Linked DNA regions of Mus musculus: regions 1 and 3 are each linked to region 2. The links are chromatin contacts, called in public HiChIP or PLAC-seq and promoter capture Hi-C maps. All regions are on one chromosome and are shown on one strand. The core of a region is the stretch at or near the end of the contact, and the rest is flanking DNA. Distances in the headings are between cores, read along the strand shown. Region 1 has its middle 11 kb from the start of Gm52686. Region 2 holds the start of Spen (spen family transcription repressor). Region 3 holds the start of 4930455G09Rik (RIKEN cDNA 4930455G09 gene).

Evidence for each region. Promoter capture Hi-C pulls out the DNA fragments that hold promoters and counts their contacts. HiChIP or PLAC-seq counts read pairs in DNA pulled down with a chosen protein or histone mark.
Region 1: a promoter capture Hi-C map of liver shows a contact between it and region 2. The contact joins the enhancer-like site here to the promoter of Spen in region 2. A contact is called at or near these places in 2 of 39 promoter capture datasets (the 3T3-L1 cell line and liver), 1 of 484 Hi-C or Micro-C datasets (muscle stem cells) and 5 of 115 datasets of contacts at active chromatin or transcription factors (embryonic stem cells, extraembryonic endoderm stem cells, memory CD8 T cells and 1 more).
Region 3: a contact with region 2 is called in an H3K27ac HiChIP or PLAC-seq map of microglia, with 8 times the contacts expected there. The contact joins the promoter of 4930455G09Rik here to the promoter of Spen in region 2. A contact is called at or near these places in 2 of 115 datasets of contacts at active chromatin or transcription factors (microglia and pancreatic cancer cells).

Annotation. Positions count from the first base shown.
Region 1 is chr4:141,258,300-141,260,999 of GRCm38.p6, forward strand. No RefSeq gene overlaps it. Among named protein-coding and RNA genes, the nearest start is that of Gm52686, 11 kb to the left of the region's middle. Within about 2 kb of position 1,337, at least 48 of the 459 cell types and tissues checked have an H3K27ac peak or open chromatin away from gene starts, as enhancers often do. A contact at or near this core is called in liver and pancreatic cancer cells, where this site is marked.
Region 2 is chr4:141,537,203-141,539,931 of GRCm38.p6, forward strand. It overlaps Spen (spen family transcription repressor), which reads right to left and starts at 1,395. Exons shown (of 16, transcript NM_019763.2): 1 at 962-1,395. The coding sequence starts at 1,044. It overlaps Gm4123 (predicted gene 4123), which reads left to right. Exons shown (of 2, transcript NR_166589.1): 2 at 1-215.
Region 3 is chr4:142,016,543-142,019,242 of GRCm38.p6, forward strand. It overlaps 4930455G09Rik (RIKEN cDNA 4930455G09 gene), which reads left to right and starts at 1,356. Exons shown (of 2, transcript NR_131014.1): 1 at 1,356-1,588.

The sequences.
Region 1 (2,700 bases), core at 87-2,586, 280 kb before region 2:
CGTGTCGTGACCCTTGGTGTCTGGGACACTTAGATCCAAATGGCAGCAGTAGCCATGTGTGCAGTCCTGAGAGCCAGGCTGAGCAGGGTTGACCCTGGAGTCCCATGGGCCACTGGGGGCACCTCTGCTGACCCAGAGGGTGAGTTAGCTGTGAACAGTTGGGATGGGGTCTTCTTCGGGGCTTAGAGAAGGGGCCCAGGCATGGTGGTGCACACCCTTAATCCCCACACAAGAGAGGCAGGGGCAGGTCCAGGACAGCTAGGGCTTGCTTCACACCTCTCTCTCTCTCTCTCTCTCTCTCTCTCTCTCTCTCTCTCTCTCTCTCTCTCTCTCTCTCTCTCTCCTAAAGAGAAGAAGGGGTGGCCCCGGCCATGGGTGGTCAGGGAGGAATGCTGACTAAGGTTTTAGGGCGATGTGGGAGCGTGTCTGTTTTCCTCCTGCTGTTGTTCTGTGTTTGATGGATACACTCTCCCTCCGAGCCCACACACCAGTCTCTCTTCAGTTTCCTGGGGCAGGGTTTAGATAGGCCCATTGGCTCAAACTCACAATGTAACCAAGGATTCTCCTTCTTTCTAATGTTCTTTGCACAAGTTGGTTTCTATTGATTTGGTTGGTTGGTTGGTTCTGGTTTTTTCGAGACAGGGTTTCTCTGTGTAGCCCTGGCTGTCCTGGAACTCACTCTGTAGACCAGACTGGCCTTGAACTCAGAAATCCGCCTGCCTCTGCCTCCCAAGTGCTGGGATTGTTTTTTAAGGCAAGGTCTCCAGCCCAAGACAGACTCGGACTCCCTACATAGTCCAGGATGACTTCGAACTCCTAAATCTCCTGCCCCCACCTCTCAGTGCTAGAATTACAGACCCAAGCTACCACCGCAGGTTCATGTGGTGCTGGGGATGGAACTTGGCTTTGGGTCCCACTTGATCCTCCCAAACTGCGCGGCATCCTTACCCCCGCCCCAGCCCCGCTCCGAATCGGTTTTGTATTTAGGTTTTCGTTCTTTGGATCCACCCTGAAGTCCAGGTGGTTCCCCCTCTACTGCGTCCACGTGAGCGTGAGCTGAACCTCGCCCGGGTCTTACTCAGTCCACACGTGCCCTCTCCTGTCTGTCCTCTAACTTCCCTGTCTGTCTGACTCAGCTCCTCTGTTTTCCCTTGTTTTTCCTGGGTTTTCCTGACCTGGGCAATTTTGAGGCTTTCTGGTCGGTATTTTGTACACGATCCTGCAATTTGGGTGTATCTGATGTTTTTCTCATGACGAAGCCGGAGTTGCTGCGGCTTTCGGCGGGAACACCACAGAGGTAAACAGAGTCCTCTGCTCATGACGTCAGGAGTCACGTGATGGCCACATGGGTCACCAATGGGGTTGATTGTTTTTCCTTTCCTCCCCCTGCGTCCCCAGTTCTCACATTGTAGTCCAGGCTAGCCTCAAACTCAAGGCAAACCTCTTCTTCCCTTCCCAAGTACTGGCATGAGAGAGGTGAGCTGCCAAGCCCCGACGATGTACACAATCTTTAAACAAACAACAACAACAACAAAACCAAAAAAAAGCTTTACAGAGGGTCTTAACGAAGCTCATGCTGGCCTTGGCCCAGGCCTGCCCCTCCTGAGGGCTAGGATAACAGACCATGTTGAAAAACATTTTGGGGGGAATTGCTGGCGACCTAACTCTTCCTTCTTCCCCCACCCCCCTCTTTCTTTCTTTTTCATCTTTTTCTTTCTTTCATTCTTTTCTTTTCCTTTCTTTCTTGGATGAAACCCAGGCCCCACCCACACCAGCCAGGACCAGGAAACACTCCTGGGTCCCGTGCGGTTTGTGTTCCCCCACCGTGCCGACTCAGGCTTTCACTTCATTCATTCCGTCAGCCTGCCATGTCTGTCAGCGCGGACTCATTCGCTGGGCTGGGATCCAATATGTGTTTACACATCGTCCTAGCAAGCTGGGTGTGGCAGTGCACAGCGATTAGCCAAGCACTCCCTGGGGAAGTGGGAGGGGCTATGTCAGGAGGACCGTAGCCGAGGAGACCCCCCCCCTCCTACAAAGTAAGACCCTTCTGCCCCATAAAGGGGGACTAGGGGCTGGGGAGGCACCAGTGTTGGAGTGACCCAGGGCAAGATTCCTGTACTGCATAAGCGGCAGGGTGGTGCCTGCAACCCAAGCACTCAGGTGAGGGCAGGGCGGAAGAAATTCTTGGGCCATTTGAGAGAGACCCTGATCAGAGCCTCTTGGGTCCGCCCTGTCCTGTATATCCCATGCCCTCAGGGCTCACACTACAGCGAGCTCCAGGCTCAAGTCCTGCCCAGGTAGAATCTGTTAAAGAGTTGGACTCTTTCCAAAGAACAGAGTTCTCCATGCTGATGAGGTATCTAGAGGCCCTGAGGACTTAGCCAATAAGCATCCCTTCTTGGACCTTCCTCCCTGCAAAGGGTATTTATTTAATCACTAGTCCACCCTGAGAAGGAGGTACTCACCCATTTTCCATGATGAACAATAAACAATTTGGAATCAAGGACCATCTCTTTCATCGCAGTGGGGAGCATAGAGAAGGCCTTTGACTACTGAGTCACAACGCTGCTGTCTAAACCTCCCGTAGAAGGACCCTCTACATGCCCAGACTCGCCACCACAGCTAAGCCAGAGTCCCCCATCCCTGTCATCCTCAGCCTGCAGACCCCAACTCCATCCCCAACCCCTTGTGACCCAG
Region 2 (2,729 bases), core at 145-2,644:
GACACAACCCATTTTCCCAGGTTGACTCTAATGTGAGGACGTTCCTTCTCCTAATTATATTCCCTGCACCGACTGGATAGTGGGAATTCAGAGTACGCCCAACTTGGAACCTTCCAGGGTATTGGATATCAGGAGAAGTGAATTTCCACAGGCGATCGCAGATTTGCTACGTTCTTTCTCAATGTGCGGAAAGTATGAATAAATTCTCATTGTAAGTGGGGTTGCATGCTGAGGCCTCTACCAGTTACCCGGACACGCGTTTCTGGGAGCAAATAAGCGCTAAATGCTACCAACGGGTATGAAAAGCAGCATTTACTTCTTTTCCTTCCACAAGCAAAAAGTATTTAGAGAAACCGAAAAGTCATACCTAATCGCTAAAATTTTGCACTTTTTGGCTACTTCACTAACGAATTCGAGGTGAAGGGTCTATTGTAAAAAAAAAAAAAACAACAAACAAACAAAAACAAAAAAAAAAAACGCTCGGTCACCAGCGCGGCGCGGGAATGCATCCGCAGCGCCAAGCTTGGCGTTCGCGCTCCCTTCCCCGCGAGCTCCGGGACACGGGCAGCCCATTTAGCCGCCGCCGAGCGCCAGGCAGCCCGCTCCGCCCAGCCGCGCAGAGAGCTGAAGCATCCGCCGCTGCACGAATCTCCGGAGAGCGGCCACTGCTCCGGGTGCCTGCCACCTCCCGGTGCCGCACGATGCCAAGCGCGGCTGCGGCGTCCGCACAGCCCGGGCTCTGCGGGCGCTCGGGGCCCCGGCCAGTCGCGCTGGACTGCGAGGCGGCGCGCAAAAAGGCGATCCCGCAGCCCCCCAGCGCTCCCGCTCCTTCGGTGGCCGCACAGCAGCCGCCCGCCCAGAGCGCCGGAGCCAGCCGCGCGTCGCCGCTCTGCCGGTGGCCAGCAACGGGCCGGAGAGGCGCCCGAGGTGCCAGCGCGGCTCCGGGCCTCGTGTCACTCACCGTTTGAAATGCTCGATGATCTTCTCTTCCCGCACGTTCTCCGGTAAGTTTCCCACCCAGAGGTGCCTGGTTTCCCGGACCATGCTGGGCGGTGTGCCGGCGACCGCGGTGGCTGGCTCCCCCTCGCCGGCTTCGTACGCGGCCGTCAGCGCAGGGAGGCGGGCGCCGGGGCGGCGGCGGCGGCGGCTGCGGCGGTGGCGTCGGCAGCGGCGGCGGCTCCTCCGGCTCCCCCCGGTGCAGAGACCATCCCTCTCCCCCAGGTTCTGACTCTCGGGCCTCGCAGCTCCGCTCTGCCGCCACCAAACACCCGAAGCCGACCCTCGCGCTCCGGCGGCGCATGCGCGCGGGCGGCGGCGGGCGGGGGAGCGGGAGGAGGGGCGAGCGAGACCCGGGCGGCCGCGACTACGACGGAGCCGGCGCTGTGGCTGCCGGACGCTTCCCACCGGCGCGCGCGGCCCGCCTCCCGCCGCCTGGCCACCGCCCCCTGGCCGCGGGCGCGCGCGCGTCCTCCCGCCCCGACGCGGAGGGCCTCCCAGCCGGCGCGCAGGCGCGCGGAGCTCGGAAGGGGGAGGAATGCGGAGCCGGGAAGCGGCGCCCGCGCAGTCAGCTTAGTGCGCAGGCGCGCCGGAGGCCGGGAGGCCGGCCGCCGGAGGCGTCGGGGTGGGGGAGGATGGGGCCGCTTCTGCCTGCGGTCAGGCGTTGCTCTGGGGAAACACAAGAGAACCCGGTTAGTTTCCACGCCAAGAGGTTTCTAGAGGCCAAAGTCCCTATGCCTGTCTGCCCTACGGCCCGCCCCTGACCATTTCCGGACGCCTAGATTCCCCGCCTGCTTGGGAAAGTGGTCGGGACCAGGCCACCCTTTTCACCGCCCAGACAAGGGACCAGCGCTGCAGAGAAACCCATCCCTCCCAAGAATCATTGGCTTGTAACATTAAGCAACTTTTTATATAGGAGCTTGCGAAACCTTCTGCAAGATGTCTTTGCTCATGATTACAGTACACACAAGAATTAAAGCTGAAAGGATACAGACATTCCATACTGTTTCCCCTCGGAAGGTTTGGAATAGTTGGTTTTTTAAACAGAGAGTATTAGACCTCCGGCCCTTCCAGACTTTTGAAACTGGCAGTTGACCTTTCATGTAAGGCCGGCTTTCAGAAAGATAAAACCGCAAAAGGCCACTGTGGAGTAACAGAAAAAAAAAATCTTAACTCATTAAAACCGTCAGCAACTCATACTTTAATTTTTCATACACAAAAATAAAATGGTGCTTCGGGTACAGCCTACACTTTTTGTTTCGTTGTGCCCTTAGGGTCTACAAAGTGTGCAGTACACACAAATTAGGGTTCTACCTAAGGACCTCGCCCGCGTCCAACAAGGTGTGTTAATATATCACTAGGCTACATTCCCAGTTCTTGGTAGTGTTTTCTTTGTTTGGCTTAATTTGAAAGGGTCTTCCAGAGCCACTGTTTATATTTTTGAGAAAGGGTCTTATATAGCTCAGGCTAGTCTCACACTTCTAGTTTTGTGCCCACCTCTCAGGACTGAGACTGTAGACCTCGGCTACCATATAACTTCACCAACCGAACAGGCAGTATTTTGAATTGGAAAAAAATCATAAATAATAGCAATAATATTTGGGGTCACATAATTGTTTCTTTTGTTCCATAAAAAGTACTAGGGTTTATTTTTTATTATTTGTTCATTTTAGTCTGCCATATAGCCTAAGTTTATATGTATATAATATATCTTGATATATATATGTGTGTGT
Region 3 (2,700 bases), core at 106-2,605, 480 kb after region 2:
TCTTCAGGAGACAAACCCCCCCCTTTTTTTTTGAGACAGGGTCTCTCATTGTTCTGGAATTCACCATAAAACTGAGACAACTGGTCAGTGAGGCCAGGGGCCCCTGTCTGTCTACACCTCTCCAGCGATGGGATTACAAGCTCATGTCCCCGAGTTTACAAGCTGAGGTCACAAGCTCATGGTCCTATGCTAGCTCAGCACTTTGCTGTCCTATCTCCTGAGTTGGACATTTTCAATTTATTTCAAGCATATTGAATCATAACCTGTTTGTAAAGCAGGGAATATCGATAGATGAGTGATAGGGGAAGGGTCAATTCTTAGGCACCATAACTGACAGCTGTCAAAAGAAGGATATCTGCTTGCTACCTGCTACCCCGCCCTCTGGGCAGAGACACCGTCTAGGGAGAAGGGGCCATCTCAGGTCTGCACCCCTCCTCCAAGCTGGGGAGCCCTCAGCGCCCTGTTCTTCCCACTGCATTCAGAGTCTGACTTCTCGCCTGCAACTTCAGCCTCCACAAAATCTCATTGCTCCCAGCCACCTCTCCTGGCTATCCTTGTCCCCTCCTTGGAGACCTCTGGATGGTCCCCCTTCAGTCCCTGCATTCCAGCAGGAGGTGAATCCCGGCTTCAGCTCCAGCCAGGAGAGCTGTAAGGCTTCATGGCTTGGATCAAAGGAAGTGACAGGTTGTGTAAGCTGATCTAGAACCTCCCTCCCAGGCCTGCGATGAAGTCAGTCTCCTGATGAAGTCAGTCTCCTTGATGCTCCCAGAGCCTTGTTGAGTCAATCATCGATATTACCCATCGCATTTCAGCTCCAATAGGCAACAGATCCTAAATGGGACCCCAGACCGGGACCACCATGGGGACCCACAGACTGTGTGGAACCGGATGGTAACAAAGGTCTTTCTGTTCCCCCAATGTCGCAGGTTCTCTGGGCAACGTCTGGAGCGTGCTACATTCATTATCTTTTCTTTTATAAGTGAGTGAGTCAGATTTGAGGGAAATGAGAAGGTGGGAGCCACTGGGATGGGGAGAAGAGTGGTGCCCCAAGCAGGGGTGTACAGTAGTGGGGAGCCCAAGCTTTTTGTTGTTTGGAATAAGTTATGCTGTTTTAAGCAGTTTATTTATTTGCGGGGGTGGGGGAAGGGATGCTTGCCACAGTGCATGGGTGTGGGGTCAGAGGCAGTTCAAGGGAGTCAAATCTCTCCTCTCACTGTGTAGGAACCCGGGGTTGATCTCAGGCCATCAGGCGTGGCCTCGGGCACCTTCATCAGCTGAGCTATCTCAGTCGGAGCCTGGAGCCTTTGTGGGCTTCTTCGCAGCTGACTGATGACGTCAGCTTTAGCCGCTCTGCCACTCACAGAAGCTATGGGCCCCAAGGGAAGGAGGCGTGGGGACTGTGTGCCCAGGGAGATTAGGAAGTGAGAACAGATAACTCGCCCACTTGTGACCGATGAGTGAGCGACGCCCAGTCCACTCGGGCACACAGTGGCTCTCTGAGGAACGTTTCATGGAGGTGCCCTTGTCTCCGTACAGAAGATTCTAGAAGGCTTTGGGTGTGTGTCTGTCAGTGGCAGAGCCGCTTCAGGTGAGAAAGCTTGTTCCAGGCAGCAGCTTGAGGTGACCTCACCCTTTGTCACCCCTCACCTCCTGGAGGATTTATGGCATTGCAAGGATGCTCTCCCGGTGCCTTTGTCATCTCAGAGGTGCAGATGTGGGGCGTGAGGTGACTGTTTTGTGTCATTCCTGGCTCTAACTTTTCCCTTCCTTCCCGAACAGGTTGGTTGGGGCCTCGCTGGTCATTTTTTTTCTCCTCAGGTTTCCTCTGAATCACTCCATTTGGACTGATGGCATCCGGTCTCCTCCCCACGCCCAGCAAAGACTCTCTTTCTCTCTGAGAACAATCGCTCTTTTCTCTCCAAGCCCTGGTCCACCCTCATCTTTTACCCTGTCTTCTCATCTCTCCTGGGAACCGAGTATTGTTCAGAAACTTAAGCCTCAGAGATAGTCCTTTCTAACCCAGGTCTGAATTTGGACCAGTCAAGAGCTGAGAGACAGGAATGATCCCCGGTCACTGGGTTCCAGAAGCACTCATTGCCCTGTGGGACTTGGAACTGGAGTAGAGAAGGGGGGCTGCGGCCTTGTTCTTAAATGACTCCCAACACTCATGTTGAAGGCTTCATCTCCAGTTCATGGTGTTATTGAGACGTGGTGGGAATTTCGGGAGGAGCATGCCCTTAAAGGGAGTCTCTCTTCCTCCCTCTCTCTTTTCTTCCTCCTCTCCTTCCTTCTCCACACCCCTTCCTTCCTCTCCCTCCCAGCCATCACAAGCTGTGCAAACTGACTTTGACACATACTTCATGCCTGATGTTCTGCGGCTTCACAAGGCCAAAACATGGGGCCTGAAACATGTCGGCTGGAACCAGTAAAACCAGGACCACAAACAAACCTTTCTGGTTTGGTAAGCTGGTAGTCTAGGTTGTTTTCTAACATCGAGGAAAAGATGGGGCACACAGGCGAGACAGCCTTCTGCCTCTAGGGTCTGATGGGTCAGAAGAGGAGAATTCCACCTGAGTCTTGAAGAACTTACAGGATTGCGGGATGCAGAGAGGGAGAGAATTTGGGAAGGTGGAGGAAAAAGCTGAGGAGACAGAGGGTGGGAGACAGGCTGGGTGCGGCAGGATGCAGGAGGCAGGTACT